Regions from separate parts of the Capra hircus genome. Here region 1 is linked to region 2. A link is a contact called in public Hi-C data. All regions are on one chromosome and are shown on one strand. The core of a region is the stretch at or near the end of the contact, and the rest is flanking DNA. Distances in the headings are between cores, read along the strand shown.

The links. Hi-C and Micro-C count contacts between places; a contact is called where the count stands out from the background.
Region 1: a contact with region 2 is called in a Hi-C map of liver, with 7 times the contacts expected there. The contact joins two enhancer-like sites. A contact is called at or near these places in 2 of 5 Hi-C or Micro-C datasets (blood and liver).

The regions. Positions count from the first base shown.
Region 1 is chr25:17,802,560-17,805,383 of ARS1.2, forward strand. No RefSeq gene overlaps it. Among named protein-coding and RNA genes, the nearest start is that of GP2, 29 kb to the right of the region's middle. Within about 2 kb of position 1,477, at least 1 of the 5 cell types and tissues checked has an H3K27ac peak or open chromatin away from gene starts, as enhancers often do.
Region 2 is chr25:17,372,408-17,375,216 of ARS1.2, forward strand. No RefSeq gene overlaps it. Among named protein-coding and RNA genes, the nearest start is that of GPRC5B, 38 kb to the left of the region's middle. Within about 2 kb of position 1,489, at least 1 of the 5 cell types and tissues checked has an H3K27ac peak or open chromatin away from gene starts, as enhancers often do.

The sequences.
Region 1 (2,824 bases), core at 227-2,726, 430 kb after region 2:
TTTTCTTCTCAATCCTGTCCTCCATCACCCGACTCTTCTCCCTAGAAACAGACCTTGGGAGTCAGGCGAATCTGAATTTGAATATTGTCTCTGGAAACTACTATCAGATATCAATGAATCTAAGATTACTTTGATTATAAAAGACACCATTATTATATATAGCACCAAGAATAAAAGAATAGTACCTAGAAACTATGTCATGCCATCAATTATAGAAACTTCAGATATCATAAGATGTGCTTTTTAGAGTCATTTCCCCCTATCTAAGTAACAAGGTGAGGAAACTAACATTTAGTAAGCACCTGCCAGATGCCATCCGCTTATACACAATGCACAATCTCGCTGCATCTTCAAAGCAACCCTGGGAAATGGGTATTATCATCAGCATCTCCACTTTACAGAATAAGAAATTGAGGCTCAGAAAAGTTTTCTGGCTTTTCCAAAGTTACATAGCTATGAATGACCTTGGGATGCCAAAATATGTTGTCTTATTTGGGCTGCCTTTTAGTGAGTTCTCCATCACTAAAGGCAATCAAATATAGGGTGCGTGCTGCACACTCAGTCATGTCTGACTCTTTGCAACCCCATAGACTGTAGGGCACCAGGCTCCTCTTTCCATGGAATTTTCCAGACAGGAATACTGGAGTGGGTTGCCATTTCCTACTCCAGGGGATCTCGATCCAGGGATTGAACCCATGTCTCCTGCGTCTCCTTTATTTGCAGGCAGATTCTTTACCACTGAGCCACCTGGGAGGCCCCCCAAATGCAGGGTCAATGACCACAATATCAATATTAGAGAGGAGATCTAATCAACAAATGACTGGTGCAGCCACCCATATACTTGTACAATACAAGCATGAATCCCTATTTTACAAAAGGAAATAAGGGCCTCAGTTTTAATGACTAATGCAAGGTTGTCATAATGCTTGTAAATTAATGAGTTGAAACTTGAACTCAGGCCTGTCTAGCTCCAGATTTCTTCTTTCACTAAATTCAGAGTCTACTGGGAGGAGGAGAGGAGTTGATACAGACGATAAATAAGTAGATAAGTAAATAACCAGAATTGTTATAAACATAATTGTTAGAACTGTAAAGGAATAAACCAGGCACTGTGATAGGGAGGAAATGGGTGTGGGAAGAGATCTCTTTCAGTCGGGTGACGATCAGAAAAGGACTCCCAAAAGAGACGGAAAAATTGAACCTGCAAAGCATTCCTGGATTGAGGGTTAAATCTGTAATGCATAGTATTTGGCACCCAGGAAGTTCCCAGTAATTGGTAGCTATTATTAAGAAAAGTAGAATACTTTCTCAGAGATCATTGTGGAATCAAAAGGGCGTTGTGTGCTTTGTCCTGCTTCCAAAATCTAGATCCTTTCTCTGATGCAACACGGGCGAGGAAGGGGAAAGCAGGAGCAAGGAAGGGGCTGTGAGGGGCTTGGCAAAAGGGGCCTCGGCGGCTGAAGGCTGCAGCGCCCACCGGTGGCCGGCTGATTCGGTGCTGGCAGCTTCAGAGCAGAGCGGAGAACGCCAACCGGTGAAGAGTCACCTCTGCTAGCCGAGCAGAAGCAGGGTGACCTTGGGTCAGTCACGTCTCCTATCTAGGCATCTGTTTGCTCAGCTGTAAAATGATGGTTTGGGTCTGCAGAGTGAAGATCCCTTCCGGCTCTAATTCTGACCGCCTCCCTACTTCTTTGGACATGTTCTCACAGTGCCCTCTACTGGCCATTCTGTAGAGAACAGGCAGTGCGCACCTCCCGGAAGATAGGAGGTACCCCTGGGCCTGCGGAGATCTCCCCTTGCCAATGCCTACCCCTCAACCCCCCGGAGGATTTAGAATCCTTAGCGGGTACATTTGGATCGGCACATCGAAATAAGAAAAGTAAGGAAATCTGACTTCCTGGAATCAGAATTTCGGAGAGAGAAACGTGGTCGTCTTTTTCTTTTTGCAAAGAGACTATTTATTGCAACAACAGCAGTATTAGCTAATATTTGCTTACTGCTGGCTATTTACCAGGCCAGGCTGGTCACAGCGCATGAAGTGGTGAGCATAACAGTCACAGGCTTAAAAGGGGGCACATCAGTAATGAGACCTACAGGGTGAGCACTTGTCCATCCTTCACCTGGAAAGATAATGACAGGCCAAGAGGACGCATGTGCAAAGGCCCCAAGGAAGGCAAGGGCCTTGCTGTGCTCAAGGAATGAAGGAAAATAGAGTCAATAGTCACTAGATACTAGAGGATAAAGAATCTTGGGATGTTTTAAAAAAAAATTAAAAAGAAGCATGTAGGATATAAGTACAGTCAGCTTGAAAAATGGCCCTAGTTGTTATTACTGTAGTTGAATACACACACTTCATCAGAAATGGGTACCTGTGTTCACCAAAAGCCCTGAACAAGAAGCAGCACACTTCACGACAGCTGAAAACCGGAAACAACTGACAAGCTTGTCAATAGTAGAAGTGATGAATAATTTAGGTTGCATTCTTTCAATAGAATAATGCCAGTCAAACTATAACTAAACACAACAACATGGATCAAGTTCACAAAGATAACACTGACTATAAGAAGCCAGGCTCAAAAGAGACATTGTAGGACTCCTCTTAGATAAAGTTAAAAATCAGACAGAGCTACTCTGTGGTGCTGGAAGCTGGGACAGGTGCTGCATTTGGGAGATGCAATAACCGGAGGGGCAGGAAGGGGGCTTCTATTTTTGAACTGGGTGGTGCTTACATTGGAGTGCTCGCTTTGTTAAAATTCATCCAGCCAAGTACATTAGATATGCATGAAATGTGTATTGTTGTTCAGTCACTCAGTCGTGTCCGACC
Region 2 (2,809 bases), core at 239-2,738:
TGTTTCTATGTCTTTTCATTTTGTTTAATTTACTGTGATTGGGGTCCTTTCTCTAGGCTGGAAGGTTGTAGTTCCTCTTAATTGTGTAGTCTGCCCCGTGTTGGTGGGGCCAGTGGCTTGTGAAAGTCTCCTGATTGTGGGGGTGGGAAGGACCCATGCTTATATTCTGCTGGATGCTTGGGTCTGGCCTCTCTTGAAGGCAGTGCTGTGTCCGGTGGTGTGTTTTGGGGTATCTATGGGTTTGGTATGGCTTTGGCCAGCCTGTATGCTAATGTGCAGAGTTGTGCTCCTGTTTTCCTGAGGGATTGGTGTGGCATATCCGGCACTGAAGCTTACTGGCTTTTAGGTGGGGCTTGGTCTTAGTGTTGAAATGGAGGCTTTTGGGAGTGCTCTCTCATACTAATGTTCTGTGGGGTTGGGAGTTCTCTGGTGGTACAAAGTCCTAGAGTTGAGTCTCCTGCATCTGGGGTTCAGGCCTGACCTCTTCCAGTAGCATCAAGACTTTAGAGGCCACACAGCACAGAAAACAAAACCCCTAGACTAATGGTGAAACAGCTGTCAACAGCCAAGATCACCCAAAGAGATTCAGACACTAATACAAGAAAAAGAAGGAAGAAGGAGAAAACAGAATAAAAAAGGTCAAGAAGAGGGGTCAAAAGAGAAGAGAGCAATCAAACCAATAATCAAACCCCTAAGTGAAAACCAATACTAAAAATTAGACTCTCAAAACTACAAAATTAAAAACAAAGGATCAAAAAGCAAAATCAAAAACATGGGGGAAAAATTAGACCCTCAAAAATATAAAATCAAAAGCAAAAATAAAAAACATGGAATTTGTTTAAAATAGGATTTTTTTAGAAAAGGAAAAAGTAGGTTATAAAGAATGAAAAATTAAAGGCATAATAAATAACCATGTTATACAATATGAGGGAAAAAAGGGGAAAAAGAGAGAGACTATATATAGAGTGGTAGTGAGAGGAATGTCCGTAACTCTTCCATTTTTCTGCTCCAGTTGATTGACAGAAAGGCCTCCAGTATATCTAGAAAGGTCTCTGGATCTGTTGTGGCAGTGTGGGGTCAGCTCAGACTCAGATCTTCCCTTGCTCCAGACTGTACTTGCTCTCAAAGTCTATAATTACCCCTAAAGTGCATAGTCTCAGGCTAATTGTGGGCGTGTAAGCCATTGCACCTGCCGCTTCTGGGGTAGTTTCCCTTTCTTTCCTTAGTGTGCATAGCCCCTGGCATTCTGCTCTGGTTTGGGGCCTGCCTCTGCTTTTAAGTTCTCTCTCCAGCGTCTGTTCTCTACCCAGACACGAGGGGGCGAAAAAACCCACTTATTAGGGCTCACTTGCTCCGTTGCGCTCAGCAGGGCGAGTGGTACAGCAGACACTGCTAAGGCTGTGTGGGGAGTGCCCACCGTGCCCGGTCCCTGGGGGAGGTTGCCACCGTCTGAGGCAGGCCGCACATTTCCCCAGGGAGTTGGTCCTGGGTTGTGGGACCCTTGGCAGAGCCGACCACTCAGGCTCCCGGAAGACATGGGTAGCAACCTACGGCGGTTCACAGCTTGGTGGCAGCTGCAACCTCTGGAGCTGGGACCGGAGTGGCCCCCTACCTTCCGCCTCTGGTACTTGCGCCTGCTTCTCTGTCTCTGGGGCTTCAGACCACAGCCGACCCGCTCCCCCTTTAGCATTCGCTAGAGCACGATTCTTTGTTCTGTGAGAGAGTGGGGTTAGAGCACGGTGCTAGAGTCCTCCTTCACGAGTGATCTTTTGCTTCTCTGGCAGTCCCAGGGTTTTTCCTGGCCTGTCTCTGCAGCATCACATCAGCCACCTCAGAGCATTTTCATGGCTGTCGACCTTGGTCCCTTCCCTGAGGACTGACCTCCAAGGGCCTGAGCCTCCATACCCAGCCCTGGCTTGCTGTGGACGGACGTGAGCCTGTGAGCTGCTTCCTGGCTGGGAAATGCCATTCAGTGTGATCTCTGCGGTGAATTTTCACTGTCTTGCCTGTGGAGCAGGTGTCTCGCTGCACTCCCCTCTGGGATCCTGAAGTTCCCCCTGACCCTGCCTGTGAGGGGGTTTCCTAGTGTGAGAAGACTTCCTGCTTCACCACTCCCTCCCCAGGCTCAGGTCCCAGTCCCAAACTCCTTTGTCTCCCTTTTTTTGTTTTTATCTTTTGCCCTACCTCAGTTTGGGGAGTTTGGTTTGCCTTCCTGGAATTCTGGGATCCTCTGCCAGTGTTCAGAAGATGTTCTGTGGAAATTGTTCCACATGCAGGTGATATTTTGATACACTTGTGGGGGAGGAGGTGGTCTCCCCATCCTGTTCCTCCACCATCTTGAAGGTTCCCCAGTCCTGATTTTTAGTGTTTTAAGGAATCTCCATCCTGTTCTCTACCGTGGCTGTACATTCCCACCAGCAGTATAGAAGGGCACATCCTCTTCAGAATTCATTGTTTATAGACCTTATGACTATGGCCATTCTAATTGGTGTGAAGTGATACCTCATTGCAGTTTTAATTTGCATTTCTCTAATAATTAGTGATGTTAAGCATCTTTTCATGTGATTTTTGGCAATCTGTATGTCTTCTTTGGGGAAATGTCTATTTAGATCCTCTGTCCATTTTTGAGACTGGGTTGTTTTTTGTTATTGAGTTGTATTACCTTTTTGTATACTTTGGAAATTAAGCCCTTGTCGGTTGCATCATCTGCAAATATTTCCTCCCATTCTGTAGGTTGTCTTTTCTTTTTGTTTATGGTTTCCCTTGCTGTGCAAAAGCTTTTAATCTTAATTAGGTCCCAATTGCTTAT